Regions from separate parts of the Pan troglodytes genome. Here region 2 is linked to region 1. The links are chromatin contacts, called in public Hi-C maps. All regions are on one chromosome and are shown on one strand. Each heading gives the region's core, a stretch centred on a gene start, on an enhancer-like site or on the middle of the called end of the contact. The rest is flanking DNA. Distances are from core to core; before and after follow the strand shown. Region 1 holds the start of ATP5MC2 (ATP synthase membrane subunit c locus 2). Region 2 overlaps ATF7 (activating transcription factor 7).

Evidence for each region. Hi-C and Micro-C count contacts between places; a contact is called where the count stands out from the background.
Region 2: a contact with region 1 is called in a Hi-C map of induced pluripotent stem cells, with 1.9 times the contacts expected there. The contact joins the enhancer-like site here to the promoter of ATP5MC2 in region 1. A contact is called at or near these places in 5 of 7 Hi-C or Micro-C datasets (blood, induced pluripotent stem cells, a lymphoblastoid cell line and 1 more), 1 of 1 datasets of contacts at active chromatin or transcription factors (stem cell-derived excitatory neurons) and 1 of 1 other capture datasets (stem cell-derived neural stem cells).

What each region holds. Positions count from the first base shown.
Region 1 is chr10:42,184,065-42,188,059 of NHGRI_mPanTro3-v2.0_pri, reverse strand. It overlaps ATP5MC2 (ATP synthase membrane subunit c locus 2), which reads right to left and starts at 2,265. Exons shown (of 5, transcript XM_509102.9): 1 at 1,242-2,265. The coding sequence starts at 1,381.
Region 2 is chr10:42,316,384-42,320,378 of NHGRI_mPanTro3-v2.0_pri, reverse strand. It overlaps ATF7 (activating transcription factor 7), which reads right to left. Exons shown (of 12, transcript NM_001419937.1): 4 at 1,720-1,838. LOC107967506 (a long non-coding RNA gene) reads left to right here. Exons shown (of 4, transcript XR_001707969.2): 4 at 1,461-1,691. Among named protein-coding and RNA genes, the nearest start is that of NPFF, 36 kb to the left of the region's middle. Within about 2 kb of position 2,053, at least 8 of the 24 cell types and tissues checked have an H3K27ac peak or open chromatin away from gene starts, as enhancers often do. A contact at or near this core is called in induced pluripotent stem cells, where this site is marked.

The sequences.
Region 1 (3,995 bases), core at 1,016-3,515:
ATATGTAACTCTAACCCAATTTTGCTGCCGTACTATTCAGGTTTTCTTGGGTCAAAATCCAATAGTTCTTTAAGGCTTTTAGAAAAAGAAGGGGTGGTTTTTTTCTAAGGGAATTACACCTTATTATCATCTTTGTAAAATGCAGCTCTTAGGGGGATTAAGTATGTTCATTTACAAATTAACATACATAAAGAGTTTAATGTGGTGCTGGCATATAATAAACCCACAACAAGGGGTGGCAATTAAGTGATCCCACCATTGGCTATCTAACCATGGCAACTCTGCAATTGTTAGCCTACAACTTGGGCAAAGGCACTATCCAGAATCAGGACTCCAAAATCATCACGGGCTTTTTCCTCAGTGTAGATGAGTCACAGGGGTAGTAACTTAACTATTCCTTTCCTTAAACCTTCTTTTCCTTGTAACAGCAGAATCTGGGGAGGTTAATTAATCCTTCACAGGAAAGCTGGCAGGCAGGGTCTCATGCTGGCCCCACTAGCTTGGCCTTACCCCACCTTTCTGGGCCTGCTGCCTCAACAGAAACCCTCATCTCTAGCCCACCATTTGTGACTTTTCCAACTTCACCAGCGTGCCGGGATGCGAGAAAGGTACTGGTAAATAACTAGTGATTCCAAAGCAACCAGCCTCTCTCTTCTGCCTTAGCTATCCCAAGCCACAACCTAACGGGAGGCGATGTTTTGGCTTTTTTTTCCCACTTCTACCATGTTCAAGGTTTACTTTTTAAATTGAGGGGTGCTGACTAGAGGGATTGGTGACTTTAGACGATCCACTATCTCCATTGCTCGGAGCACCTGAGGTCCTGGGGCCTAAAGTCTGGAGATTTCAGAATAAAGAAGGCACAAGTCAGGATGAGAAGAGAAAGCAGAGATAGGAGGGGAGAGCCTGGGGGTTGTCACAATCTGAAAGGGCCAGAGGGCGAGAAAAGCGTGTCTGCAAGGACTAGGTGGAACAGGTGAAAAGCAGCACTCCAGGATCTAACTTTGGCCAGCTCCAAGGTATCCTCCCCCTACGAGACATCCAAGATGGCGCCAGGCCCGCGCGGTTGGAGGTCACCGGCACGCGGAAGAGCCAGCTCTAAGGCTAAGGGATAGCGGGAGCAAGAAAGGGCGAGAGGACCAGGGTGGGAGCACGCAAGGTAAGCGCCTCAAGGCATCCGCGCAAGGTGAGGTGTCCCGCGCGCGTGCGCGGCGCACAGAGGGCTCTAGGTCCCAAGGCCTTACCTGCTCCCACTGCAGAGAAGACAGAGAGGGGCGGAGCAGCGGGAAGAGCGAAAGGAAGGCTCAGCGCATGCGTGACCCGGGCCAACGAGTCGCTCAGCCACGGATAGAGTGATTGCAACATACAGGATCAGCTCAGGCATCACAGCGCCGCCTGCCAGGGCTGTGGCGGTATCCGGCCGGTTGCTCCACCTGGCGTTCGAGAGGAGAAACTACAGGGAGCGCCGACTGTGCAGAAATGAGGCCAACTCCGCGGAGTAAGCCGATCCGTAACGTGGCCTGCGGTTTGGTCTGTACCGCGTTAGGGATCTCGGACTTGCGTCCCCTTTCCGAGCATGCGCAGTCGTCACACTGCCAAAACAAAACTCCTACTCAGAATTCAGTGTTAACATACGGTCGGGATTGGGGTTCAGTGCCTAAAATGCAGCAGGAGGAAGATCTTGGGAGTCCTGCTTTCTGTCGCGCCGGGACTCTGGCATCACTGGATGGCAAACCGGCTCCATGGGCGAATAGTCAGCAAAATGCCGCAGCTGCTTCTGGTGGCTTCGCCCTTTCCCCCACTCCCCGTTTCCTCCTTTCCATTCCGGTGATAAACCATGAGAGAAGCAGCATCAGCGAGCCAGAAGATAGGGTTAAATATGATCCGAATCCCTCTTTCCTGGCTCCTGGGACAGTCTAGGAATAACGGGCACCTGCGACCCGCTGTAAGGTTGCGAGGTCACTCCAGGCTTGCCCGAGCCTCTGCTCAGGTTTCAACTACGCGAGTTGGGATAAGCAGCGCCCTCCCCTCCCGCCCCCATGCTCTCCTGAACGTGGGTTTTCTCTCCCCTTTCGCTCGCCCTTCCCCTGATGGAAGGAGGTGGGGGAGGCTTCCTGGCCCTCATCTTTCCTAGGCCTCCTTGTCTCCCAGACAGGACCTGCCCTGCCCTTTGGAACAGGGCGACAAGGCCTATCCAGTTCCAAACCCCTGCCGTCCCTGCATCGTGCTTGAACGCAGCACGAGAAAGACGGGAAAAGCTCACCAAACCCCATAAAAAATAAAAAATAAAAAGAAAGCCGCGGCTGTAAATAAAGGCAAATCCGCCACCCTCTGAGGGGCCGTTTGTCCTCCCCTCCTTGGCCCCGTCCTTCCCGCCGCCCCCTCCCGGCTCCCGGGCCCCGCGGCGCCCCGGCCCCGAGCTCCTCCATTTAATCGGATTTGGGAGAAGGGGAGGATAAATCACGGCAGCAGCTTTACGGTCCCGGAGGAGAGGCGAGCCGCAGACAGGCACACCCCGGCCGGCGATAAAAACCGCCGCTGAAAGCCCACGGAGCAATTTCCCGGGACCCCGAGCGACGCCATTACAGGAATGTAATTTTGCCCGGATGAGGCCCCGAGTTTAATTATCCTCGCGGAGGAATTTCAATGCGGCCAATCCATCTTGCAGGCGGGCGGCAGAGGGATTTATATGGGCCCGTTATTTCACACCGATCCTCCATCTGCATTTTTATGGCCCTGAGCTCCTGAAAGGGAGGGGAAGGAGTGGGGAGAAATAGGAGAAGCGGGCGAGAAGAGGAGGGTGGTAGACTGCCTGTCTTTCCTAAATTCGCGTTTCCAGCTCCATCAGGATTCTCACAGGTTCCTCTGAAATCCCCAAATCTCCAGTTTTAGTTGTTGATTGCGCCCCGAGCGGGCAGGTACGTGGGAAATGGAACTGGGATCTTTGGGAATCAATCAACAGGTATTTATCAAGTACCAAGTGGTGCCAGGCACTGTGGAGATGCTGTTAGGAGAAAGACAGGCTAGCAAAGACACAAGTTTATCCCCTGAGGTCTCCAGATATCTCCATTCCCACCAAAACGGAATTCTTTTAAGCTGTCAGCTTCACATCCTCAGTGGCAGAGAAAGTCCACAGTTCTTAGGAGCCACCCCCCCCCCCCAAACGGCTGTTGCAGCTGTTGCGACAATTTAGACACTCAGATATGGCTAACAATCCCAGAGGAGGATCAGAGAAGGGGCCTGGGAGGAAGCTAAAGCTGGCTCTTTCCAAAAGTTGTTACAGCCTGCGATGTTTAACACTCCCTTGCCCTCATAGAATAATGGGTTCTGCGTTCAGACAAATCTGGGTTCCCAAATCGCTGTGTGATCTTGAGCTAGCTGTTTAACCCCCTCTAAATCTATTTCCTCCTATGTAAATTGGGAAGAATAATAGTACTTATCACACAGCCAATATTGGGATAATACATATGAAGCTTTTAGCAAGGTACTTGGTACCCAGTAAGAGTTCAGTAATTGCTAGCATCAAAATCATCATCGTCACCACCACCACCACCACCATCACCACCATCATCACTGCTTCTATAGTTAAGGGCATTGCAACTCAATTCTGCACTGCTACCTATATGAACTGTTTATTGCAAGGTCCTTGAGATAGTATCTCCTGAAAGAGACTCAACTACACTTTAAAAACGTTTTCACCTGCATAAGTCATACAAAACAAGTTATTTTACTTGCTGGTGAGTGGAGATCTGAGGGGAGGCTGAGAATCCTGGGACTATTACTACGAGGCTTGAAGCAAGAAATCAAATCCGCAAGGGAGCAGTGAGGCTACAAAAAGGAGGTTTGTAAGGGGAGGGGTGAATTTGAAGACAGCAAAAGATCCAAGAGAAGCTTAGCTGAGGGTCGGAGGATCTTCTTAACTATAGGCTTGGGGAAGGGTCCTTCTTTCACTTCACAAAGGGAAAACCGGGGTCCAGGAAGGAAAGGGTGTGGAGACA
Region 2 (3,995 bases), core at 804-3,303, 130 kb before region 1:
CAGGATTAGAAGGGATTCCAGCATTTTAATCCCCTCTGCAATATCTCTACTAAGTGGTCTACATATAATTGAACATATTTTGTGACAGCTTCCACCCAGTGGTCCTACTTCTACCTTTGGACCACAAGGAATAAATGTAATCCCTCTTTTAATGAATACTCTTGAAGATCGCAATTTGTTCACACTAGATCTCTTTTCCAACCAAAATTTCCTCAATTTCTTTCTTGTTTTTGAGACAAAGTCTTACTCTGTCGCCCAGGCTGGAATGCAGTGGCATGATCTTGGCTCACTGCAACCTCTGCCTCCCGGGTTCAAGTGATTCTCCTGTCTCAGCCTCCTGAGTAGCTGGGATTACAGGCGTGCGCCACCACGCCTGGCTAAGTTTTGTATTTTTAGTAGAGATGGGGTTTCACCATGTTGGTCAGGCTGGTCTTGTGATCTGCTTGCCTTGGCCTCCCAAAGTGCTGGGATTACGGGTGTGAGCCACTGCGCCTTGCCTTTTTTTTTTTTTTTTAAGAGATACGGTCTCCGGGCCAGGGGTGGTGGTTTACGCCTGTAATCCCAGCCCTTTGGGAGGCCGAGGCGAGCAGATCACGAGGTCAGGAGATCGAGACCATCCTGGCTAACACGGTGAAACCCCGTCTCTACTAAACATAAAAAAAAAATTAGCCAGGTGTGGTGGTGGGCGCCTGTAGTTCCAGCTACTCGGAAGGCTGAGGCAGGAAAATGGCGTGAACCTGGGAGGCGGAGCTTGCAGTGAGCTGAGATCGTGCCACTGCACTCCAGCCTGGGCAACAGAGCAAGACTCTTGTCTCAAACAACAAAAAAAGAGAGAGATAGGGTCTCACTCTGTCACTCAGGCTGGAGCACAGTGGTGCAATCATAGCTCACTGCAGCCTTGAACTCCTGGGTTCAAGCAATCTTCCTGCTTCAGCCTCCCGAGTAGCTAGGACTACAGGCATGCACCACCATGCCTGATCAATCTTTAAAACTGTTTTGGTAAACATGGAGGTCCTGCTATTGCCAAGGCTGGTCTTGAACTCCTGTAATCCTCCCACCCTGGCCTCCCAAAGTGCTGGGATTACAAGCATGAGCCAATGTGCTTGGCCACTTGATTTCTTTAAAAGTTCCCGAAGTGACATAGTTTATAGTTCTTTCACTGTCCTGGTTGATCTCCTTTGAAAGACAGTAGGAACATCCTTCTTTATCTTTAATGCTTTGAATAATAGTAGAAAGCTACTTAAAGGCAAAAACCACATATATTGAAACAAAGAAGAGTGGAAATTTGATAAATGTTTATTGACTTGCTGATTCAAAAAAAACAGTGTAGCTGAGAAGTCTGATCAGCTCAGAAAAGAGTGGAATTTGGCAACAAATATGTTATCCAACAAAATCTGAGTAATTTATCACCTTTTAACATCTTCAACATATTTATAATATAAATATTTTTTTAAAAACAGATTATTAAACTAATACTCCCCTGGAAGAACAAGAGGACTAATTTTCGGTGACGACAGACTTGTGCTGATCCATCATCTGGAACTCCTAAAGACCTGAATGGCTGACTGGGATTAGTGACTACTATCTGGTTTTACTGGTTTTACTCTACTAAGCCCATGATTTTGTGTTTTAACCAATTAAGAAAATTATCCCAAAGCACAATAAAAATAGCCTAGGTCTGAATACCACCAGTTTTTTGGCAACAGTCCTGCTTCTTGCCTTTTTCTCATCCTCATCTGCAGCTTTCTTGAATTCATGTTCAAAGGAGCTAGCTAGTTCATTGAAGAGTCCCACCTCCTCACAGTTCTTCAGGAATCTAGTTGGAGTAGGAGTTTGATCTGTAGACATGAAAGAAAAGGAAACTGTTTTAGTTTTGATCTGAAATTAAAACTTGATATTAAATAGTATATAGAGAATGCATTTGTACTTTTTGATTTGGAGAGAGAGTCTTTGTGTTAGGGCAAATTTGCTTTAATGGAGCTCTAGTAGGCGAAGGCTGGTGGTAGGCCACCAGAGGGTGTCTGTGTTGTGTTGCCTCAAAGCCAGCAGGGGGAAGACTGAACAGTATTTTGTTGTGTGACTATCCACGTACCCACTTTTCTCTCAGTGCTAGTTTTACCTCGTTTACCTCCAACCAAACCAAACCACCCACACAGGTGACACAGTTTTGTGAAACCTCTAGATTTGAAAACCAAGTATAGTTAAGCAATATTTTCTTTCGTAAACTTACTCCCTGCTAGGTCTGAAGTGAGCAGAAAAAGCAGATGGATGTTAAAATCTGATGAGAAGAAACTGAGGATCAGATGGTTGAGTTTGCTGACTAAAGCTACCGAGTAAGAAATAGTGCCTTGTCTTTCAGTGGTCACTGAGGTAATAATGGTCTGTTACCTTCTGAAGGATTCCAGGCAAATCTAGGGGCTGAGGAGTAAGACAGCAAGATCATGAGCTGGAAAAGGAAACTGTAAACAATAGACCTAATTTCACAGAGACCTAGGCCCAGAGCAAGTTCCTGAAACCAGGGTATTCGGATTTAGATTTGCCAGCCAAAATATGCCCACAGGGGCTGCACGAGCCTCTCCTCAACACAGTGCCTCTGCCCTTCTGAAGAGAAAGGCTCTTGGTAACCCATGGGAACTTTTTAAGCAACTTGAATTTTACATTCTCCCTCCCAATCCTGCTTTTTTAGACCTGAATCTTGTTCACAGATCCTAACTCTATTACGATGGGTTTCCTTGGCATGCTACTTCAGGGATTCATCTCATACCCCAAACCGCTAGAATGAATGACAGAAATACAGAACAATGTTTAAATGATATTTTAAGGAGTGAGACCTGGGGTTAAGATCACCCCTTCTTGGCTGGGCGCAGTGGCTCATGCCTGTAATCCCAGCATGTTGGGAGGCTGAGATGGGTGTATCACTTGAGGTCAGAAGTTTGAGACCAGCCTGGCCAACATGGTGAAACTCCATCTCTACAAAAAAATACAAAAATTAGGTGGGCATAGTGGCAGGTGCCTGTAGTCCCAGCTACTCAGGAGGCTGAGGCAGGAGAATCTCTTGAACCCAGGAGGTGGAGGTTGCAGTGAGCCGAGATCACTGCCACTGCACTCCAGCCTGGGTGACAGAGTGAGACTCTGTCTCAAAAAAACAAACAAAAAAACCCAAAAACACCCCTTCTAGCCTGATCAATTGAAAATAGTCCAGTGGGATTTTCCATGGAAACAGCACAATTTTTATAAAAAAATTTAAACAAAACCTCTTCTGAATCAGAGTGTTTGGAAAAGTTACCACTACTTCTCAAAATAGTTTTAAAAGGTACTCTGGCAGCTTTGGTTGGCTAACGATAAAGCCACTTTCCCTCCATCCCTGGGTGAGTAGAAGTAGTATCATCCTTTATGCTTAGAGAGTACTTTAGTAAGGGCATACCCAAAATCACAACTCAAGTGGAACAGGAGGGGGCAGCTAAGGGCATGGCTATGGCAGAGGAGGGACTTTCAGACCTTTGATATGAGGTTCAAACAAACTTCTCCTGCACCCTGCTGTTCAGGCTCATTTCTGGTTTTTTAAAGGCTCTCCTGTGTTAAACCTAATTCCTTACTTTGCAGGTGGCCTCTAACTTTCAAATGGCTCTGGTTTGTGAACAAACAGACTGCAAATATATCAGAGAACCCTGAACCTGCTCTAATGAATCCTAAAAAAATCAGTAAGTGTTTGTTTCGTTTTGTTTTGATACAGTTTCCCTCTTGTTGCTCAGGCTGGAGTGCAATGGCGCAATCTCAGCTCACTGCAACCTCCGCCTCACCGTAACCTCTGCCTCCCAAGTTCAAGGGATTCTCCTGCCTCAGCCTCCCAAGTAGCTGGGATTGCAGGCACGCGCCACTATGCCCGGCTAATTTTGTATTTTTAGTAGAGATGGGGTTTCTCCATGTTGGTCAGGCTGGTCTCGAACTCCCAACCTCAGGTGATCTGCTCTCCTCGGCCTCCCAAAGTGCTGGGA